3 separate regions of the Mus musculus genome follow, and all the other regions are linked to region 3. Evidence: chromatin contacts called from public HiChIP or PLAC-seq data. All regions are on one chromosome and are shown on one strand. Each heading gives the region's core, a stretch centred on a gene start, on an enhancer-like site or on the middle of the called end of the contact. The rest is flanking DNA. Distances are from core to core; before and after follow the strand shown. Region 1 overlaps Zfp704 (zinc finger protein 704). Region 2 overlaps Zfp704 (zinc finger protein 704). Region 3 has its middle 21 kb from the start of Gm41996.

Region 1 (3,724 bases), core at 688-3,187, 370 kb before region 3:
AATACTTATGGTTTGCTAATTATTACTAATTGATTTTATTTTTAATTAACATTCAATCTCGGCAGCTTATACTGAGTTTGCATGCTTGAACAACAGAGGTGTGCTCCTGCCATTTGCTTTGTATCCACTGAGAGCTCGGGACAGTGAGGGAAGATAAGTTAGCACCAACAACAGAGAGCGAGCAGTTTCCCCTCACACCTCACGGACTGCTGCGCACCGTCTGGCCATAACTGACTTTAGCAGAGCTCAGTTGACAGTCCTACCTTAGATCTGGGTGCCAGTTTCTGTTGCTCTAACACAATAACCCGAGTTAATTTGTAAAGAAAAAAGGTCAGTGCAGGGTCAGCTGGCTCCATGCTTTGGGCTGTGGGTGGAGGGTGGGGTGGAGCAGCTCAGATCACCAGCCAGGAAGCAGAAAGGGAAAAGGCAAGATAGATAGATAGATAGATAGATAGATAGATAGATAGATAGATAGATAGATAGGGTCAGCATCTCATAATTCTGTCTGGGGCAGTCTGTGAAGCGGTCTAGCACTCATCCATGGGCTCTGTGTGGGCGGCACCTCCCAGTAGTGCCACCCCGAGCAACCAAGGACTGAAGGCCTCTGTGCATGGATTCCAGGAACAGTTACACCAGAGCAGCCATGAGGGAGGGAACCTGTGAGCAGTTTTAAGTCTGGAGCACCAAGGATATTTTTATTAAGTGCTTTTGTATTGGTCAATGTACAAAATCCAATGCAGGAAAGAAGTATTGTACAGACTTCCCTGGAGCTCTCAGAGTTCATATTTCATGTCAGATGAAGTCACTTCACATTTATACATACTAGTTAGTATTTTCAAGTTTAAGAAGATTTTTAAAAATAAGTAGTCAAGTTAATTTTTTGTTACAATCTTATCATGGAAAGCATGACAGCAGCGCTGTAGATCCATTTGTTCTTTCCTTTTGCGTATTTCTTACACTGGTTAAAGTGACTCTGCCTTAGTGTGGAGGAAGTGCCCAGATCACTAACTACCCACCCTGCTTGGTCCCACCTTCATGGGCAGCCTCACCTGGGCAGACGTTGGGTGGGGAGTGGTCAGGAGACATTTGATTTGTTTGTTTCTGATAATACAGTGTGGTGTTGGAGTGTTTGGAGCCGGCAAGGGAGACCTGCAGCAGTTTGCTCTAGGCTGCATGCCTCTGTGCCTTTGTATGCCATTTCTCTTCCTTGTGGTGGACCTGCATCATGCTGGAGAGCAAGGGCCTGCCCTGGGAGGGGTGCAGAGGCTCTGCGGGTCTTCACAGCTTTTCCCATCAGCTCTGTAGCAAGTTTGGGGCTTAACTGTTCTCTGGGGTTACTCTGCCTGGGAAAGTTGACAGCCCTAGCATGAATTGTATTTTTTTGTTTGTTTGTTTTTTCAAGACAGGGTTTCTCTGTGTAGTCCTGGCTGTCCTGGAACTTACCAGGCTGGCCTCGAACTCAGAAATTCGCCTGCCTCTGCCTCCCAAGTGCTGGGATTAAAGGCGTGCGCCACAGCTGGTGTTATTTTTTAAAATTCTAAAACATTGTGGCCTCTGTTTCATTGCTTCCTTCTTTAGCAAATGCTCCCTTAGAGAGTGAAATATATTTTCCTCTTTAGAGTGGGGGAGGGAAAACCTTCTTCATAGCTACATCCGTCCCTGCTGCTTTTGCGGAAAGATTGATATTTGACACAGAAAGGCATCAACAATGAAAGCTACATTTAACTTCGGTTGTTTGGACTGAGCCCTGGAACAAGACCAAACCGGTTTCTCTGTCAGTGTGTGTGTGTGTGTGTGTGTGTGTGTGTTGTCTGAGTGGCACTAAGCCCAGAAACATGTTTGCATTGCCAAGAGATGGCTCTCAATACAGTGTGTGGTGGGGAAGACTGCTTCCTCGCGCCGGCAGTTGGTGTGCTCTGTGCTCTGTGCTCGCCGCCCTCCAGGAGGAGGTTTGGCTGGGCTGCAGGCTGCACTGAGGAAAGTAGAAACAGGAGCCCGGGCAGGTTGGCTTTGCACACGCGGCGGCTCCAGCCAAAGAATGCAGATCAACCTTGCTGGCTGTTTTGATTTTTTCAGATTTAGGAGTGTAATTAAACACACAGCAGTGGCCAGCTTTGAGGGACTGGGAAAGAAGCACTGTACGGGTGGTGTTTAAACACAGACTGTTTATAAAGGTGTGAAAACACCCCTGCGATGCTTTGTGTTAGCTCGCCTCCCAGCCAGCTGTGAAATCTGAGCCCGTCTCACCTGTCCTGCAGACAGCGGCCTGCTCTTTACCAGTTTAAATCTTCTCCAAGTTGAACAGCAAGGGGCCGGTGGGGCCTGTGGGGCCTGTTTGAGAGCACTGAATTTAAAGATTGCTTTCGCCAGAAGCAGAGCCGGGAGCCACAAAGAAGGAGGTTCAAACCCCCTGCTGTGCTCTTGCCTTTAGCAATTAAGTAAAGTAGACTCTGAAACCTCAGCTCCTAAACCCGACTGCCCCGAGGGGAGGGACGGAGGGAGCTGCTTTGATTGTTGTTTTGGTCGAGGTTTTTGGTATAGGTTTGCCTTATCTCAGTTTGTTTCTTCTTTTTATCTTTTTTCCTTGGCAGTGAAAGTAAAGTGACACGTTTGCAGATTAATGTTGTTTTGATTTTTATGATAAAAGCTTCCTATGCCTCAGAAAATACTGCAAAGTAGCCAGGCCACATTCCATAATGAAATCATCTGTGCTGGATGTATTACTGAGGAGCAGTTAAACTCAGCATGGAGTTGGTTCTAAACCTCCAGGCTTCATAACAAGAGACTATAACTTAGGAACAAAGCTGCATTGCAGTCCAGAAACAAACAGTGACGTGTGATGGTTGAGCAAAAACTTACAGTTCTGACCTCAAAGGGAGAAAGCTTATTCTGTAGACAAATATGAATGAGCGTGGCCCGAGGACACATTTAGGTTACCTCAAATTACTTGTTCTCACACGGAAGCAGTTTAACAAAGCCTTTGTACTAACAGAACAAAGCCATAAATCAAGACACCTTTCACAGACATTGCTGGGGACATTAGGTGGGCAGGTTGAAGCAGAGTGGAGGTACTTCTGCTGGAGGCCTCCCACCTTACGTAATGACACTGTTAGCCTTTTGGTTGGTGTCTTAGTTGGGGTTTCTAGTGCTGTGAAGAGACACCATGACCACAGCAACTCTTATAAAGGAAACCATTTACTTGGGTCTGGCTCACAGTTCAGAGTTAGCCCATTATCATCACAGGGGTAAGCACGGTGGCGCCAAGGCACACATGGTGTTGGAGAAATAGATAGCCGAAGATACACCTGGATCAGCAGGCAGCAAGAAAGCCCACCCTGGTGTCATACTTCCTCTAACAAGGCCACACCTACTCCAGAGAGAGCACACCTCCTAACAGGACCACGCCCTGTGAGTCTTTGGGGCCATTTTCATCCAGTTAACTCTCTTTGCAGCATGTTTCGTGGAGATGCAGCTTCTTTTCGAGAACCTTCTTTCACATGCTGCATGAAGCAGCATATTTGAGCATCAGTGTCAGGGGTCTTCATGTATACTACTACTATCTTCAAGACATACTTCGAAAACAATAGAAATACATTAAAGGCCCTTTCTCCATAATGATTGTGTGATTTATTTTATTTGTTCTTTGGATCTATGGATATACTTATATTGACAAGTCATCCTGTATCCTTTTAATGTTTTAAATTCAGTTTGTAAATATTTTTAT
Region 2 (4,161 bases), core at 658-3,157, 340 kb before region 3:
GCTGTGATGATCCCCCCTGCACTGGAATAGGTGCCTAGTTTTTGGTTTTTTTGTTTTGTTTTGCTTTCATTTTTATTTCTGTACTTTTCCAAGACAGGGTTTCTCTGTTTAGCCCTGGCTGTCCCAGAGCTCCCTTGTATACCAGGCTGGCCTCAAACTTACAGAAATCCTCCTGTCTTTGCCTCTGCCCTCTGCCCTCCGCACCCCCGAGTGCCGAGATTGAAGGTGTGGACTACCATTGCCTGCTCAGTATTTTCTGTTCTGATGATTCTCTAGCACCGAAATGAATCTACACTGTCACCTTTTATGATAAGCCATTGAAATGGGTTCCTACTATCATCCAATAACTCCACAGATACTAAAATGGGGTCAAATTATTATCTACTGTTTTCTTCCATCTTCAAACATTTCCAGTTGCTCGAACTGTCTTTTAATGACTTTTTTCAAAATAATCACAGAAAATATTCCTCGGTGCTTAAACTTTTATCATTTGAATTTTTGTTTTTTTCAGAGCTGATTGTCAAACTGATTAAAATATGCTTTTATTTATATAAAATTGCTAATTTGCTTTTGTCATTGCTTATTTGAATGATTGTTTTAAAGCAAAAAGCTTGAATAAGCAATAATGATGTTCATTTTTAACCAGTAGTTTTATATCTATACTTTAGACGGCTGGTATTTAATGTTCTTTTTGTACGAACATAAGTTTAAAATCTTATTTAAATCAACAGATTTTATATAAACAAGATGATAATTCATTGACTTGTTTCTTGGTATATTTGTTAACTTATTTTTATCTTACACTTACAGATTGAAAAATCACAATTTTGGAACTTTTTCTAGAAAAAATGATTACTATGTCATTGCCAAGAGTTATCTTTGTTTAAGTGTAAACACTTAATTTAATTTTTAGAAATATATTTCTTTATTCTTAAAGGGATACTTCTGTAAGGCTCCAGATGTAGCCACAACTGCTATGATCAGAATTAACAGCAAGCTCCCAGAAAGACAGGTGTTAGTGCTATGAAACTGTATTCACACCCTCTGCAAATGACACTGCCTCTTTAATTGTTGAATGTTTAGGATGGCGTCATAGCATTGTGTGGCACACAGGGTCATTCAGAAGGCAGCCTTTCTGATAGAGCTTTCTGGTTCCTCTCCTGACAGTGTCTCCTGTAACGACAGCCCCCTCCCCATGCACCTGCCCCTTCTGCCCCTTGGCGCCTTGTTCTTGTCTTCCAGCTGTTCTGTACACTTAAAGTGCTGTTGCTAAATTTGTAAATAAAATTGCAGAAGGCATCCAGGCATGGCGCCACATATCTCTAATCTCGGGGCTTGGGAGGTAGAGGGAGGGGCATCAGGAGCTCAGCACACCTGTGCATATGTGTGCACATACACACACACACACACACACACACACACACACACACACATGACAGGGTTATGTATGAATTTCCCATAAACAGTGACTCTGACTTGGCTCAATGGTTATCTTTAAAGCCCTTGGCTTTCTTCCCACCATTCCTGTAAAAACGGTATATGAACTGCATGGACTATCACGTAAGCTCTGCGTCCATCAACCCCAGGTCTTTCCATTTCAGGTAAGTTACGTGATGTCCTGAGGTTATACCGTTAGTTATGTGAGACCAGACCACAGATGGCGAGCAGATGCAGGTTGGAGTGGACCCTCTTCTTTCTCATTGCTTAGTAACTTGCCAGCCACAACTCCCAACTCGTCTCCTAAGAACCCATTGACAAACCCTGTTAAACAACAACTAAGTAGCTGAGATCCGCGGTAGCAACGCAGAAAATACTCTTTAGAAAGATAGGTGGGAACAGGAATCCCCCGACCCTGCGTGACAAGCCCCAACCCTGCTGTTCACCAGAAGAAAACACTTTTGTCCTAGCTCCTTTTGGTTAATTGACCTGTGTCACATTTGAAAAGCATAGCCTGCCATTATCAGCCTAGTGACTAATAGTTATTTGCGCAGTACTCCATGGTTATTGTTACTTTGATTTTCCTGGAAGCTTTTCAGGAAGCTTGTCAGCCCACGTCGAGGCCCTGGCAGGAAGCACAGGAAGTAGACGTGGATAATCATGCCATCACTGACTAATGACTCCCACTGGGGATTTTACACCTCAGTCAATTATTACCTAATTACAACCAGCAAAAATACATACTGTGTTCATGCCATGCAAGAAGGTACTGAGTTACTGCAGGACAAAGATGTAAACAGTGTGTCTCTACCCACCAGTAACTTACAGTTGGCGAAGCAAACTAGTCATGTGCAAGGGAAGCCCTGGAAGCTCCAGCACAAAACTGCACGAGCTTCCACTGGTTAGCCGTGTGCACAGTAGTGCTCGGACTCAACGCCCCAAACTTAGTGAATTAAAACAAGACTTGTGTGTCCCCTTCATTCTCATGCAGGCTAGCTATAGGTCAGCTGATCTAGGCTGGACCTGGCAGGTCTATAGGAGGCTGGGTTCAGGTTTCTGTCATATGAGTGGCATGTGCCTGGGATCAAGTGAGTGTGTGTTCTCTCATAATGGTACAGAAATGCAGGACAGACAAACACAACTGCTGTGTTCCCCACGGCCTGAACTGAACACAGAACAGCTGCTGCCTGGTGGCAGATACCTAGGTTCAGTGATTAGATCAATTTAAACTGTCAAGGGCAATGGCTGCATGGTAAGAATGATCCTCAGACGCTGAAATTCCAACTGATGATGGTCATGGACACAGAGCGAGACGCTAGTGATATCACCAGACCTCCAAGTGTTGGGAGGTGTAATATAGACATTCATCCTTTCTGATGGGACAATCTGGTAGCTTGTGGGGAACATGGGATTTGAGATAACCTTGAATGACCAAAATAAAACAAGCTGAGGTTTTGTTTCCATTAGAGCAAATGGTACTTTCATGAGGTAATGGAAGGTCCCCTTAGGGTTTGAGTGACTGAGGGCCTCAAACTAGGGATCTTTGGAAGATGAAAGCAAAGGCCAGGAAGGACCATGCTAGCAGTTTGAGAGTTTGTCCAATGCTTTGACACTATCATAGAAAATGTACATACACACAAAACCCCACTGGCAAATGAGAGGAAACAGTTTGTGAACACCTTTGTATGCTACACTCAGGGTTAGACTTCATTTCTTTGGTAATATAGAGTCATCGAAGACTTCTGGCTTAGAAATGATGAAAATGGAGTCTTAGCACTGTCTCAGAAGAGACAGCTTGAAGGGTTAAGAGGTAAAACATTAGGAAGCAAAAAGGTGTCTAGGCAACCATTAGCTATTGCAGTAGGAAGGCCTCACTGAAAAAAGGACCACAGGAAGCAGGGAAAATGTAAAAGACAGTTCAGGTTAGCAAAGAGGAAAGAGGAGAGCACAGGGAAACTGAGTACGTTGTCAGGCGATGATGGCCAAAGAAGTGGGCATCCCTGTTTTCAGTTATAGTTGATAAAGTTGAGTTATAGCACAAGTGGGAAGCCTAAACCTTACTCCAGCCTTGTGCAGTGTGAACATTCTGTTCCCTTCACCCTGCTCAGGAGAACTCTCACAAGTGGGACCCTGTTCACTGTGCCCTTGGTGCCTAGGAGAAATCTTTCACACTAGACATAAATGTGTAGAGAAATCTTGTGAGACTTGCACGTGTGTGTGTGTGTGTATTCCTCCTGTGTCATAAAGCAGCCTTGCAGAGCTGAGCGAGTTCTCGCAACAACTGCAGAATGGTACATAGATGTCATTGAACTCTAAACAGTTCCGGCACAGGCTTCCCTGCTAAGAACCTTCTCCATTAGCTAATGTGTCAGAAAGGCTTTAAATACCGGCACGATTTTAGGAGTCCAGAGTGTCCTTGCAGTTCAGAAACGGAGTACTTTGTGTGATAACGTTTAAGCAGTATATTCATTGGCCTTTCTTAGTTTTCACTAAGGCAGATGAACCAAATGAGCAGATGCTGCTGATGGAGAGCTAGTAACTGATCTTGCCAGTTGTCACTTAGGGACAGTTCTGCCGTCACACATCTTCCATGTGGAAGCTAAAATTAAGCCACTCTGGTACATTAAGGCTGATAAACACAGCGTGAACAGATTCCTGAGTTGTTATTTCAGACTCTGGGAATATTCTGTATCCCAAGGATAGAAAATAGAGACCAGTGCCCCA
Region 3 (4,255 bases), core at 1,071-3,570:
GACTTAGACCTTGAATTCTACAATGACAGTTTATGCTCACTTGATTGCCACTGCCTATGGTCACACATGTGCGCGTGTGCGCGTGCCGCGCGCGCGCACACACACACACACACACACACAATGTAGTGACACACAAAACTGTTAAACTAAAAGCAGGTGCTGTTCCTCCCGTCTCAGTTCCAGAATGGTATGCAGCAGCACACACACAGCTGGTGCTATATTGGTTTGATTTTTGTTTTGTTTTGAACAGAACACACTAAACACACCGAGGGTCTGAGACAATGTAGGCTTTTGTGACTGTGTGAAGCGCTACTCCTAACAAGATCTGTAGACACTGGCCCTAAACTCACAGAGACCCTGAGTGCTGTGACTAAAGGCATGGGCCGCCACCACCCAGTGGGACTTTTGTTTTTTGTTTTTTTGTTTTTTTATTTATTTAGTTTTTATTTTGTTCAAGGTAGGGTTTCCCTGTGTAGCCTTGGCTGTCCTAGAATTCACTCTGTGAATCAGACTGGCCTTGAACTCAAAGATCCATCTGCCGCCTGAATGCTGGGATTAAAGACGTGCATCATTTTCTCTATACATTTCTAAAATGAAAAAATAAAGTTGATCTATTCTTCTTCCCCCACTCCTCCATTCATTCATTCATTCATTCATTCATTCACTTATTCACTCATTTTGAGTTCTAGCAATGGGACCCAGGGCCCACACACAGTTACAGGTCAGGTCTATCACTGAGCTATATCCCAGCCCCAGGTGAGTCACTTCTCAACGGGGATCAGTTCTAGATCGAAAAACTTATCTAAACTATACCATATTAACATTGTGTCTCTCAAGAGTGATTTGCAGTCTGTAGAGTGCACTCAACTATGCGTTTTTGAATGTCCCTGCTTTCAGGAGAGCACTCTGCTAGAAAGGTTCTAACTGCCCCAAGACCTTGACAGTGCAAACGCAGTGTTAAAGCGGATTGCATTCTGTCTGCACCCATGACACTTGTAAACCATACTATGATTATGCTGAAGAAATGCACTACAAACCCCACAGAAGCCTCGCACTGCTGGACAGACAGGTCTCAATCCATGCCAAATCAGAAAATCACGGGACAGCTTCTCTGAAATCTCGCTTGAGAAAAGGTCCATTGTAAAATCTCCAAAGGTCCTGAAAGGCTTTGAGGAGCCAGGAGAAGCAGTGTTCCCACCCATTGGGAGGCCCCCAGTGGCAGCAACTGTGGAGAGGTTAGGAGAATTCTGTGAGCTAGGGGCTTCCCAGGGCGACCACCCCCAGCTCCTCTTTCCTTTTCACAAAACAGAAGTGGGGATTTCGTCTTTGCTGAACAGCCTTTAGGACTTTCCCAGCCTCCCAAGGAGAAGATGCAAAGTGGGGGTCCCCACTTTTAAGGACCCCTGAAGCTCCCCTAGGACTTGACCCTGGTGAAGTGTTTGTAAAGATGCTGCCCCATCTGCATTTCACCCATTAAGCCATCCTGACTAAAGTTAGGGCGTGGTACTACACTAGGCAGCTTCAGAACCTTCTAGATGACATTTAAACAGTTCCGATGGAGAACAACAGCTTCAGGCTGTATATCGATAAGCGCAGGCCTGTGCACTGTGCTTAAAATGGTTGGGAGGGGTTTGGGGTGGGCATGAAGGCCGGAGCTCGGGACCCTTTCACCCTCCTGTACTGTACCTGGCCTTCAGTACTGCCTCCCGCATCCCTTTCCACACCACCACCTCTTACTTTCTGTTTCACTTTTCTTCTTTCCACCTCTTCTGCAGCAGAGAGCAGATTACAGGAAGTAGGAGACAATCGAGTTAAACTAGGTAACTGAACTGTGAGCAGAGCTCAGAGGTGGAGCGCTGGCTTAGAGCCTGTGAGGCCCTGGGTTTGATCTCAGCTCAGAGAAGTGACAGCCTTTTCCAGGGCATAACCCACTATACTCCAGAACAAGCCAGTAGAAGTAGGCTTTACCTCACCAAGGGCAACATGGATTGGCACAGACCCTTTACGTGCCGTGCCCATGCTTAGAAACTATGAGATCTGTTGAAATGGGAGAGGGAGAAATAGAAAGACTTGCTTGTTGACACCCAGAGATATCCATGTCCCTGTGTCATCGGAAAGTGGAATTCTTCTTTTATGCCAAGTACCGGTTGTCCTGTCTCTGGGGGAAAAAATGTCATACCCTGGGCAAGCATGGAGAGAGAGAAAAAAAGTAATTCAGGAGCAGGCAGGCATCCAAGCATCCGACTGAGTATACAGCAGGAGCCGATCTGTGTGAGCTGTGTGTGGTTAAATCAGTCAGGCCTGAGTGAGTCATCTGATACTCTCAGGATGTCTCAGCAGAGAAGCCGCACCAAGCAATGCAGCTTAGGGATCAGACAGCAAAAGTCCCTTTATCATTGAAACCTCCTGACCTCAAAGTCAGTCTTCTGTGTTTACATTCTTTGGGGAAGTCACCTCAGAAGACATAAAGAGGCTTTTGAGCTTGTAGCTTAGCAATTTTCACAAGGATCCAGAACCACCTTTTTCAGTGGCCAATTTAAATGTCTTATTAAACCAGCCTTTGAGCCCAGATCACTTATTAAATATTTGACCCAGGAATCTAAGCCTGAAAAACTAACAACATTAAAAATGACATACAAATAATATGGGAGATGCAGGTATGTTGCTATCTAGGCTGAGAGCATCTAAGCTATAAATTTCAAAACCTTCTTGACTGAAAAAGGAGAGTGCCAGGTAAGTCCATTTGTCCTGAGTCCCACGGTGGGACCAGACCGTGGTTGGCATGGCCCAGAATGAGAAGAGTCCAGGCAAGCAGGAGCTGCAAACTCACCAAACTCTTCTACACTTGACCGTTTGAAACAGAAACAGCAGCAACCAGAAGACCATTTTTTAAAGATGGTCTTTTTGTGGTAAAAATAATTTGAGGTAATGCTCTTCTTAGAAGTTTGGAAGGAATCTGTTGACACATAGCTCCAACAAACTATAAACACCCCCAACCTTTTGTTAGGAATGTATACCGCCAGCAGTAAAGCATGGGGCTTATTGAGATATGAGGAATGCTCCTATAACAGCAAGGAGTACCCACAGGGATGCTTCCAGCATCTGACTAGGGCTCGCATGTGCTGCTGGCTAGGCGTGACAATGGCATCGAGGGTGAAGGTCTTCTGTGTGCGCAGGTCTAGCTCAGGGACAGTATGTTCACTAGTTCACTGATGAGCCTGAGAACAGGCAGAGAGCTGCTGTGATGGGTCAATCAGGGCCTTTTGTGTGCGCCTTTGTTCTCTCTCTCACCAGTGTCTCTCTCACCAGTGTCTCTCTCACCAGCATGTTTATCACCAGTGTTTCTATCACCAGTGTTTCTATCACCAGTGTTTCTATCACTAGTGTGTGCATTTCTATCACCAGTGTGTTTATCATATGGTCTCATAGGAAACTCACCAGCAAAGGTGGGCATGGTAGCTCACACCTAAAATCCCAGTACCGAGAAGTTTGAGGCTGGCTTTAGCTACATATGAGATCTTGTCTAAGAACCAAAATGAGGAAGGGAGAGAGGGAAAGAGGGGGAGGGGAGGGAGAGAGTGGGGAGGGATGAGAGAGGGGGAGTGAGGAGGAGGGGAAGGGAGAGGAGGGGGGGGAGAGGGGGGAGAGGGCTTGCTTCACCTCCCACTGCTGGGCTGGCAGGAGAGTGCCAGCATCCCGGATGAGTCAGTTGGTTTTATTCCAATGCTCTCCAGCACCTTGTACTACTTTATAACTTTGTGAAAGTGAATGGAGACAAATTAAATAAACAAATATGCAGTGCTTTATAAGAGAATAAATATCTTTATAAGTGTGTGAAAGCCACAGTTTCTTAGGAGTTTGAATAATAAGAGAGAAAAACCCCATTGATTTGGACTTTCTCAAGGCATTTTAAATGTGTGCTCTTCAGGACACTAAGAAAACCAAAAGCAATTTAGGAACTGAAGAACATACTTAGAGTGCAATCATCTATTGAAGGACGTGTGTTAACAATATATAAAGAGTTTTCTTGGGCAGGAGAGAGTCTGCTCAATGATTAAAGCATGCAGCACTCTCACAGAGGACCAGGGTTCAGTTCCCAGCAGCCTGCGACTCCAGCTCCATGTGCATCCAGACCCCCGGGGGGTCCCTGGACTTGGGGATATCCTGCCCCTCCCCACACAGACACACACACAAACACACAATTTAAAACAAATCTTTTTAAAATAAAATCATATCACCATAAAGCAGCAAGAGA

What was found. HiChIP or PLAC-seq counts read pairs in DNA pulled down with a chosen protein or histone mark.
Region 1: an HNF4G HiChIP or PLAC-seq map of pancreatic cancer cells shows a contact between it and region 3. The contact joins two enhancer-like sites. A contact is called at or near these places in 2 of 115 datasets of contacts at active chromatin or transcription factors (memory CD8 T cells and pancreatic cancer cells).
Region 2: a FOXA1 HiChIP or PLAC-seq map of pancreatic cancer cells shows a contact between it and region 3. The contact joins two enhancer-like sites. A contact is called at or near these places in 2 of 115 datasets of contacts at active chromatin or transcription factors (memory CD8 T cells and pancreatic cancer cells).

What each region holds. Positions count from the first base shown.
Region 1 is chr3:9,518,789-9,522,512 of GRCm38.p6, reverse strand. The region is part of intron 2 of Zfp704 (zinc finger protein 704); the gene reads left to right. Among named protein-coding and RNA genes, the nearest start is that of Zfp704, 89 kb to the left of the region's middle. Within about 2 kb of position 1,937, at least 163 of the 459 cell types and tissues checked have an H3K27ac peak or open chromatin away from gene starts, as enhancers often do. A contact at or near this core is called in pancreatic cancer cells, where this site is marked.
Region 2 is chr3:9,495,372-9,499,532 of GRCm38.p6, reverse strand. All of the region lies in intron 2 of Zfp704 (zinc finger protein 704), which reads left to right. Among named protein-coding and RNA genes, the nearest start is that of C030034L19Rik, 94 kb to the right of the region's middle. Within about 2 kb of position 1,907, at least 17 of the 459 cell types and tissues checked have an H3K27ac peak or open chromatin away from gene starts, as enhancers often do. A contact at or near this core is called in pancreatic cancer cells, where this site is marked.
Region 3 is chr3:9,151,901-9,156,155 of GRCm38.p6, reverse strand. No RefSeq gene overlaps it. Among named protein-coding and RNA genes, the nearest start is that of Gm41996, 21 kb to the left of the region's middle. Within about 2 kb of position 2,320, at least 158 of the 459 cell types and tissues checked have an H3K27ac peak or open chromatin away from gene starts, as enhancers often do. A contact at or near this core is called in pancreatic cancer cells, where this site is marked.